2 separate regions of the Cricetulus griseus genome follow, and region 2 is linked to region 1. Evidence: chromatin contacts called from public Hi-C data. All regions are on one chromosome and are shown on one strand. Each heading gives the region's core, a stretch centred on a gene start, on an enhancer-like site or on the middle of the called end of the contact. The rest is flanking DNA. Distances are from core to core; before and after follow the strand shown. Region 1 has its middle 38 kb from the start of Ccdc92. Region 2 has its middle 77 kb from the start of Ncor2.

Evidence for each region. Hi-C and Micro-C count contacts between places; a contact is called where the count stands out from the background.
Region 2: a Hi-C map of liver shows a contact between it and region 1, with 5 times the contacts expected there. The contact joins two enhancer-like sites. A contact is called at or near these places in 7 of 8 Hi-C or Micro-C datasets (the CHK-Q cell line, the CHL-YN cell line, the CHO-K1 cell line and 3 more).

What each region holds. Positions count from the first base shown.
Region 1 is chr4:104,537,491-104,542,991 of CriGri-PICRH-1.0, forward strand. No RefSeq gene overlaps it. Among named protein-coding and RNA genes, the nearest start is that of Ccdc92, 38 kb to the left of the region's middle. Within about 2 kb of position 1,576, at least 1 of the 6 cell types and tissues checked has open chromatin away from gene starts, as enhancers often do.
Region 2 is chr4:104,880,992-104,886,100 of CriGri-PICRH-1.0, forward strand. No RefSeq gene overlaps it. Among named protein-coding and RNA genes, the nearest start is that of Ncor2, 77 kb to the left of the region's middle. Within about 2 kb of position 2,795, at least 4 of the 6 cell types and tissues checked have open chromatin away from gene starts, as enhancers often do.

The sequences.
Region 1 (5,501 bases), core at 326-2,825:
GGCTGAAAAGGAGTGAGTCAAGAACTGAGAAATGTGGGCAGCATTCCTGTGGAATGGCCCTGAGGCTAGGGTTGTAGGGGAAACTCAGTGAGCAGAGGGTGTCCGTCCACACCCATTTGGGAGATTCACTGGGGTAGCACTGAATAATGACTGGAGATGAGCTCTGAACACTGAGGGAGTGGACAGGTGAGAATGACTTGTTCTGGAAATGTTCTTGGAGCACTCTTATTTTGAGAAATTCCTGGAATACTCTTATTTTGAAATGTTCTTGGAACATGCTTATCTTGAAGTTTGGTTTTTAAAAATACAGACCTTTTTCTGTAGGTTTTTAGGAATTATCTTGATTGCTTTTCCTGTTTCAGAAAAGCATCAACCCTGATGCTGGCTGAATCCCAAGGAGATTTTATTTGGCACCATTGTGATAAGGTCCAAACTCAACCCAAGAGAAGTGGGTCCCCTTTGGATTCTGTGTAGGTGGCTGGGGAGCAGAGAGAGGGGTCAGTGTATAGAAAACCCTCAGGAGAAGCAGCCTGGCTGGGGAATTTCTGCTGAAGGTGGGCAGGACCACCAAGCATCACAGAGGGGGAGGGAAAGTCCCTTTGCTGGGACCTCGCCAGACTCTTACCCTATGACAGACTGCTGTTGGTTTCTTTCAGAAGGCCTCTCTTCCTGCCTGAGGGGTAAATTGTATCTTTGTGGTTGGCACTTTTCTGTTCTTCTCAGAGACAGAATCTCCCTCTGTGGCTCAACTTCAAATCTGTGATCCTTCTGCCTCAGGTGTGTGCCACTACACCCAAGTCCTAAATTATTTTCTTGCCTTTTTTATTTATGTTTAGATGTATATGTGCATGCACATGCACGTGCAGGAGTCCAGGGAGGCCAGAAGAGGGCGCTGGATTCCCTGGAGCTGGAGTTCCAGGCGATTGTGAGCTGCCAGATGGGGGAGGGGTGGGGAGCTGGGAACCAAACTCAATTCCTCTACAAGAACATCAAATGCTTCTAACCACTGTGTCGCCACTCCAGACCACCTACACATTCTTGAGATCAAACACCAGCCGCCAAAGTGTGACTCATAAAAGTAAATGAAGTGGCCGGCAAATGACTTCAGCAAGCTTTTATTTATTTGTTTGTTTTTGTTTTTTTCGAGACAGGGTTTCTCTGTGGCTTTTGAGGCTGTCCTGGAACTAGCTCTTATAGACCAGGCTGGTCTTGAACTCACAGAGATCCGCCTGCCTCTGCCTTCCGAGTGCTGGGGTTAAAGGCGTACACAACCACCACCCGGCTCAGCAAGCTTTTGTTTCCACCTTTGCTGAAATAATAGTGTTAGTCACTCAAAATAGATTTCCAGAATAAACAAAACCAGGAAGTACTTTCAGGCCTGCTAGTTAACAAGCTGGTTTGCTTAAGTCCACAGTGACTGACATAAGTAAGCATTACCCTCCCTGCTCTATTAAGTTTAAGGTCAAATGTTTCCTTAAAATAAAAAAAACTCCTTTTCATCAGTGAAGGGCAGCCCAGCTCCTCCTGCCCAGGGTTTGAATCCAGCATCCTGGCAGAATAGATAAAAGACTCTAGTTTCCCTCACTACGAAACAAGGATAATAATAGTGCCATTCACAGCATGGGCCAAGCAAACATGTGCCAGGCCTGGGCACAGTTCCCAAATGCTGCTCCAGTTGGCATCATCTCGTCATGAGTTTGCTTATAGAAGACTAAGGGCAGTTCATTCCTATTTGTAAATCAGAAGGGACATCTTCACATCTCACGCTCTCCTGTGAAGCTTTGGCGGAGATACTCTTGCATTGCTTGGTTAAAGGTGAGTCTATAGCACCTGTACTGTCCAAAGGCCCTACCACTGCTGTATCCAGCTTTGAAAGACCCCCTGTCCCTCCCTTGTCACTGTGGACACTGGCAACAAAGCAAGATGGGCAAACCTAGGAGAGGATGGTTGCCAAGCCTGAGGACCCAAGTCCAATCCCTGGGACCTATACGGTGGAAGGAGAGAAACTTCTCTCACAAGTTGTTCTCAGACATCCATGCATGTGCCATAGCAAACGTACAGGTGGGGAACATTTACAACTAGGAAACAGGCTCGCTCTGCCCCATTGCACATGGGGAGATGACTGGAGATGAGGATGGGGTTGGGGCTGGCCACTATGGCCCTGAGCAGCTGCCAGAAGCCATGGGCCTTGGTTCTGTGAGCACTTTCTGTCTCCTGGCACAGCAGTCCTGGTGGTCCTGCGGGGTTGTGCTTCGCTCCAAGTATTGTGTTCCGCCTTTGCCATTCCACTGGTCTTTAAAACTTCTACAGATTTTATTTTATTTTATTTTTTGGTTTTTCGAGACAGGGTTTCTCTGTGTAGCTTTGGAGCCCATCCTGGCACTCGCTCTGGAGACCAGGCTGGCCTCGAACTCACAGAGATCCACCTGCCTCTGCCTCCAGAGTGCTGGGATTAAAGGCATGTTCCACCAATGCCTGGCTATGTTTTGGGGTTTTTTTTGAGACACAATCTTATTCCATAGTCCTGGCCAGGCTTGAACTCACAGCAATCCTATCTCCATATCACAAGTGTTGGGATTACAGACGTGAAATGGCCCCTGAATTAACTTGGTTTTTGTTTTGTTTTTTAATGTGTATGAGTGTTGTATGTATGCAGACATATGTGTCTGTACACCATGCATATGCCTAATGGTGCTCAGAGACCAGAGAAGGGTAGCAGATCCCCTAGAACTGGAGTTATAGATAGTCGTGAGCCATCATTTGAGTGCTGGAAATCAAACCTGGGCCCTCTGCAAGAGCAGCCAGTGTTTTTAACCACCGAGTCATCTTTCTAGACCCTGGGTTAACTTTGAATTTTATGATTAAGTAAGCAAATATCTAAAGATATATCTACTGTCTGGAGGTATTTTAATGCCTAATAACAGTCAAAATCAATGAAATATTTTAAATTTCATGTCACAGAAATTCAAAATTCATTTTGTTAATTGAAGCTTTCAGGTGATGTCTTTACTCCCAGTACTTGGGAGACAGAGGCAGGCGTATTGTTGAGTTTCAGAACAGCTAGAGATACATAGTAAAACCCTGTCTCAGGGGCTGGAGAGATGGCTCAGCGGTTAAGAGCACTGGCTGCTCTTTCAGAGGACCCAGGTTCAATTCCTAACACCCACATGGCAGTTTACAACTGTCTGTAGCTCCTGTTCCAGGGGATCTGAGATTTTCATACAGACATACAGGTGGGCAAAATCCCAATGTACATTAAATTAAAATATATATATATATATATATACCCTGTCTCAAAACAAACAGAAAAAAACCCAGGTCCCAGAGACATGCATGGTTTTATCAGTTGTCACTGACCACCCATCACTCAGCAGTGATGAGTCACGGTTGCTGCTACGTGACAACCCATGGACAGTTGAGGAGAATATCTGTCTGGAACTCGGAGGAACCCTTCCAAATCAAATGTGTGCACAGACAGAGCATTCTGAATTATCTGGGCAATGTTTTAGACCAGTCAGGGATGTTAACTGTGAAGAACGAAATGAACAGGCTGACTTGAGAGCAGGAAATGTCTGGAAGGGTACTGCTGGCAGGCGGTGTTCAAAAAGTGTCCAGAGAATTGAACTTGTAAACAGGCAGCGGCAAGGAGCTACAGTGAGAGCAAGGCTTCTGTGGGTGCTGCCCGAGACATTGTCATGGTCCAACACAGGCCTCATCCCTGGACCCCTGTCACAGCCTCTTCAGGCATGCCTCCACTGGCACTTGCTGTCCCTCCTGGGCCAACACAGCTTTGTCACATTACCAGGGATCAAGCCCTTTAGTTATCTCAAGTGGCCTTGGCTGCTGTGATCAAGCTCCATTTGATGAGCGGCTCAGAACAATAACCATTGTGCTTTCCACCCAAGAGGCCACCAGTCCCCAGCACCCAGCAGTCCTCAGCACCTGGCAGTACCCAGTGCTCCCTAGTCACCAGCATCTGCCAGCCCTGTGCTCTCTGGGTCCTCAGCTGGGATCTGTTAGTCTCTGACCTTGTGTGGCTTGTGGCCATACTGTTACAGCCAATTGTTCCAGATATCTCCCTTGTCACATAGCTATCATCATCTCTGCCTATGTGTCTTTGGGGCCAGGTCTTAGGATACCAGAGCAGGGGAGGCTGATCTTCTGCAGTCTACAGCAGTGCTAGCATTCACAGCCGCTCTGTCCACTGGGAAGGAAATCCCCAGTCATTAGGAGGAGCTTCAACTCCTAATTTGCTTCTGCTCCTGCCTCTATGTCTTCATCACCAGCGATTAGGAGGAAATGTGGAATTAATGGCTCTGATTGAATTCACTCTTTTTCCTTCAGAGGACTTGCAAGGCCTCCCAAACAGACTTCTGTAGCAACCTTTTTCCAACTGCCAGCCCCCAAGTCATGAATGCTTGGCCTTAACTTAGGCTTGTCCCACTAGCTCTTATGACTTAATTTAACCTGTTTCTCTCCATTTACGTTTTGCCTTCTGCCGTTTGACCTTCCTTTTATTCTGTATGTCCTACTCTGTGTCTGACTTCCTGGCAGCTGCATCGCTGGGCATCGCCCTCTCCTTCTCCCTCATTCTTCTCTCTAGATTCATGCTCCAACTTATTCTCTCTGTCCACCAGCCCCGCCTATCTCTCCTCTGCTTTTTGGCCATTCAGATTTTTACTAGACCAGTCACATGCCTTAGGCAGGCAAGGTGAAACAATTGCAACACAAAGACAACACACCTTTACATAGTTAATGTTCCGCAACATAAATAAATGTAACATATCTTTACATGGTTAAACTAATATTCCACAATAGACTTCTCTTCTATGATGGGGTTCTAGAGCCTACTTGTTACATGAAGTTTTGCCTCCCCTGTATGCTGAGCACTTCCTGCACAGGTAGACATCGCTAGACAAATGGCAGGGGACACTTAGAACAGTCCAAGGCTTACAGTGGCTTTCCTGTAAGGCCCCTTCCTGGGCTGAGGAGGCCACTGGGTTTCTGCTCCTCTTGGAAGTGACCACTGCTGTAGTCCAGATCTGGAATATTCCCCAGATATCCATACACTGATGGAAGTCCCTGCCCATGGTGCTTTTGGGTGGTGGTGGGACACTAGGAGGGGGACCTGCTGACATTAAATTGGGACCTAGGAGGAGGAGTTAGGACATTGCAGGAAGTGGACTGTGGTAGTTTAAATGTAATCGGCCCCCATAAACTCATAGGGAGTAACAATATGGCTTTGTTGGAGAAGTGTGTCACTATGGAGGTGGGCTTTGAGGTGTCATATATGCTCAAGCCATGCCCAGTTTCTCAGTTCATTTCCTGTTGCCTTTGGATCAAGATGTAGAATTCTCCAACACCATGTCTGCCTTCATGCCGCCATGCTCCTGCCATGATGATAAGGGACTGAACCTCTGAACTGTAAGCTGCCATCACAATTAAATGTTTTCTTTGTTAGAGTTGTATTCATGGTGTCTCTTCACAGCAATTGAAACCCT
Region 2 (5,109 bases), core at 1,545-4,044, 340 kb after region 1:
AGACACCGTAACCATGCCTCCTAAGGGCTGGCTACAGGTGTGCCTGACCACGCTTGTCAAGGTGTGATCAAGGTGAGGTCTGAATGACTCGGCATGGGCTCTTAAGGGACCACGGGCAGATGGGAGCTCCTCTTCTTCTTCACACCTCTGTGACTACCCTCATGCTAATTCAGTCAATGCCTGCACGGGGCAAGCATGTAGCCCCTGGTTATGTACATGCTGCACAGCAAGACATGAGGCATACTCCTCACTCAAATGTGACCTAGTGGGAACATGGCTGCTCTGTCCGCTGCTGCCCCAGCACCCACGGCACGGCCCAGGACAAGCCAGCTGCTTGGCAAGTACCAGATGGGAGACTCAGTGGCAGAAACCTCTTAATGGTCACAATTTATGCCTGCTCTGGTCCTCTATCTCTAGGGCGGATGACTGTCCATCTGTTCCCCGATGGACAGCGCAGCCAGAGCTCTTGTGGGGGAGAATGTCCTCACATTTTGGGGCAGACCCACTGCCGGAAGCCATGTGTGTTTAAGGCTTATGACCATGGAGCGCACGCAAACGCTCAACCCCCTTAATAAGATGCAATCTGCCACAGACCACCCTGAGGATGTGTGAGTAAGCTCACCTGGGACAGGACCAGCCTCCCTCACTGGCCTGCAAAGGCAGGAGCTAAATGTCTCCGTCACTGGGATTTGAGGTGACCGTTTGCCGATCAGTGTTCTGGAGGAGGTCTGCCAGCCAGGCTGTGGCTCATTGTCAGTGATTGCGTAACATTCATGAGGCCCCAGGTTCCATCCCAGCAGTGTAAAAAAAAATTGTGTGTTTCGGTGGGGAGGGGGGGTATGGCAAGTGCTTAAGATGGAAGCTTGGGAGTAGGAGAGCCCGAGCTGGAGTCTATAGGAGACACTCAGCATGGATGCTCAGGATGAGTGGTCACAGTAGAAGTGGGGAGGCCATCAGGAGTGGGGTGTGGAGAAATGGTGTCCCAAGATAACGAGATGGGTTAAAGGCCTGACTGGCAGGGCTGGCAGGGGGTATGGGGACTGAGCTAAGGCTGATGTTCAGGGCTGGGGACAAGATGTGTTGGGACCAGGCTATGTCAGTGGAGTGTACGGAGCGTGAGCAGATGTGCACCTGACAATGTCGCTGGGTGATACAACGTCAGCCAGATAAGTGATCTCACCAGGACACCACTCTGGAATCCTGCAGACCCTTAGCTACTCCACAGTGTAGACACCCCAGTCACAAAGTCACCACTGTCCTTCCAAGGCCGTGTGGCTCAGAGCAGTGACTTGGAGACTGATGTTGTCCAAGGACAAGCTACCAGCAGCCGCTCAGTTCCCCAGAGACAACACGGTGACAGGAAGGGGGACCCTACCATCTGGCAGCCTCTTGGGCTGCAGAAAACACACGGCCCCATCGAGAGCCAGGGCACCCAGGCCACCTTCATGGCTATAGCTGAGAGCGGGATGCAGAGGGCAGCCATATCCTCTACTTGCCATGTGAAGCACAGGCCCAGCTGGTCCCACCACAGACAAGACCCCTCCTCCTTCAGACCCAGCCATCATCGGCATCCATCACTTCTGAGACAGAAATGAAGCTGCAGCTGTATCACCGTCCCAGGATCAGTGATCCTGCTCTGAAAACAAACGTCAGTTTTATGCTTGATATATCTGTGACTTTGCCGTGACATTTCCGAGGCGGCAGGAGGCCGTTACTGGGTGACAACGTTCTATTCCACTGACATTATCTCTTAATTATAATATGCGAGCAACGTGGAAAGATGGCCCATAAATAGCTCATTTGGGGCTCTGCTCTGCCACAGGCACCGTGCTGTGAACTGAGGGGCTCGCAAATGAAGTGTGTGTGGGGGGGTGTGAATGGCTGCAGGGGCGGGTGGCTGCATGTCCTGACTCAATGACAGTGTGCTCAGCCACATGGGTGTCAGGAAGTGAGGCATCGACTGAGCTTCCACCAGTCTCCCCTGGGTGTCTCCGTTGTCACCCCTGTCACAACAGCTCGCCACCACCAATCCCGAGAAGGAGTTTAATGTCTGGCACCGAGGGACAGGCATTGATCTTTATTTTTTTTTTTCTTCTAGGAAATTAATTCTGTGAGGAATTGTAGCCCAGGCCTGAACTCAGAGAGACTCACTCGCCTCCCTGAAGAGTAGGTGCCACAGCCTGGTAGGAGAGGAGGTACCATTATCCAGAACCCCCCATGCTCCATGCAGCTACTCTGTCTACCCAGCTTCTGGGCCAGGCTGTCTTTCCTACCTGCCTGCTGCAAATCACCTGCAGTGTGGAAACCCTTGGCCGGAGAGTTTCTACTTCAGTCCCAGATTCAAGTTCTGCCACTAGGCAAGACAGGATGCCTGGAACCTTCTGTGTGACCAATAGCGGCATCTGCTGGTGATATGTAGTATCACAGGGCAGCGTGCCTGGGTCTGCCCCAGGTCACAGGGTCTGTGCCACATTCTGTGACACAGCTGAAAACCATTTCCAACTGTCCTTGGCATAATGTCCATGCAATGTCCCTCTCGCCCACCCTCATCTGGACCCTGAAGTGGGCGGGGCAGGAAGTGGCTTTCCTGTGAGCTGGACGTGGGCATGGCGTGGTCACAGAGCCTGGCCCAGGGAGACACAATGCCATCCAGCCTCCATTCACAGGGCTGGCCGCCCACCCCTGCCTACTTGCTTGCCAAAGCTGATGTCATGGGGAAACCATGTCCTGCCCGCAAACAGCTGCTGCCCACAGTCTAAGACCAGAGACCCAAGAGTTGCACAAAGCTGGGTCAGAGAGGCCTGTGTGACATCATTGGGTCTCTGGCTCCTCAAACAGAAGACATTCCTGTGGCCCAGCAGAGGGCAGATGGTAGCCATAGACACAGAGGGAAACCAGAGAGGCCACTGTGCTGTGTCTATCAGCTTACAAGTCCTTGCCCTACACTAGGCCTTGCCTATCCATCTGAGGAGATGAGGTTGCAGGGGAGGGGTAAGGGTAGGGTGAAGTGGGGGAGGGGTGGCTTGGGTATGGAGTCCCATATCCTAAGTGAGCGAGGCAGGTGACAAGAAGATGAGAGAAATGGGCATAGTGGCCACACTGCAGAGACCTTCCTGCCTCCTACATGCTCCTCTAACCCTCTTTGTGCAAGCTGTGACCCCCAAAGCACATGGCCTGGAATGGCTCAAACCTGACTCCAGGATGGTACCATTTGTTGCCCCCAGCACCTCACTCCTCTAGCCCAGCTCCCCAGACTTCAAAGTGGGACAGCTCCCTTGAAGTTATATACACAACCCCCCACATTCTAGGGAATCCTGCCCACTCTCTTGCTGTCTCGCTCCATCCTGTGGCAGGCTCCGGGAGCCAGGCATTATTTTTAGACATATGACTCTTCCTGCCCTGCCCACCACTTGCCACCTGTCTGGAACAAGCCTGGACTAGACAGGCCTGGGCTCTTACCTAGCAGCCTGGCCTGGTAAACGGCACTCCGTCTAGAACAGCAGTTCTCAACCCGTGGGTCACAACCCCTTTGGCAAATGTCTATCTCTGAAATTATTTACATTACAAGTCATAACAGTTAGAAAAATACAGTTATGGCAGAGCAGTGATGGCTCATGCCTTTAATCCCAGCAATTGGGAGGCAGAGGCAGGTGGATCTCTGAGTTTGAGGCCTGTCTGATCTACAGAGTGAGTTCTAGGACAGCCAGGACTACACAGAGAAACCCTGTCTTGAAACAACAACAACAACAAAAAAGAAAAATTACAGTTATGAAGTAGCAATAAAAATAATTTTATGGTTTGGGGCTACCACAACACCACAACATGAAGAACTGTATTAAAGGGTCTCATGCATGTTAGGAAGGCTGAGAACCACTGTGCTGGACACAACTGGGATGCATTTGGGCACCCGACCCTCTAATCTCTCTTCCTCCCCAGGCTTCTTCTTTTTTTTAAAAAAATTAATTTATTTATTATGTATACAGTGTTCTGCCTACAGGCCAGAAGAGGGCACCAGATTTCATCATAGATGGTTGTGAACCACCGTGTGGTTGCTGGGAATTGAACTCAGATCCTCTGGAAGAGCTTCCAGTGCTCTTAACATGTGAATCATCTCTCCAGCCCCTCCCCAGGCTTCTTGGGGTCTCCTGCCTCAGCACCTGTCATGCTTCCCGATCTGGGTGGGAATTCTCTCTGGGGTCCTGGGAACCACACAGCAGCACAGGGGGCATGTCTGGGTACTGCACATAAAGGAACAAGCCGGGAGCACTCAAGAGCTGGACCAGGCTGCTGAGATGAAAATCTGTTCCCCTTTTACCAACCAGGAGACAGTGACGGTGAACTATGACCTCGTCTCTCTGTGCCTCAGTTTCCTCACTGGAAAAAATGAGAGGAATGATAACACCAGCACTTCCCCAAATCTTGACACAAAATACTGAACACATGTGGTAAATGTGGAACATTTATGTAGTAGACAACAAGTACTCAAATAACATCAGCATTCCAGGGACATAGAAACAGCCCAGCTTTGGTCTCACCAGTAATTTTTTTTTTTTTTTTTTTTTTTTTTGGTTTTTTGAGACAGGGTTTCTCTGTGTAGCTTTGGAGCCTATCCTGGCACTCGCTCTGGAGACCAGGCTGGCCTCCAACTCACAGAGATCCGCCTGCCTCTGCCTCCCAAGTGCTGGGATTAAAGGCGTGCGCCACCAACGCCTGGCCTCTCCCCAGTAAGTTTTAAATTATGTGTATGCTTATGTGTCTCTGTTTGTAACTGTGTGCACAGATGAGTGCAATGTGAGGCTGGTAGAGGGTATCAGAGCCCCCTGGATATGGAATTCTAGATGTTTTCGAGCCACCTGATGTAGATGGTAGGAACTGAACCTGGTTTCTCTGCTACAGCAGCAAGTGCTCTTAACTGCTGAGCTATTTCTCCAGCCCCGCAAATCTGCCGTTTCACAGTTCCCACTTACTCCAAGGACAGCTATGTGGCCTGAGCTCCATGTCTACTTTGGAGATGAGAAAAATGTCCCATCCCAGTACCTGGCTTCCTGGGCTAAAAGAACTGTCACTATTTCCATAGGCATTGTCCACAAGACCCATGACTTGGCAACA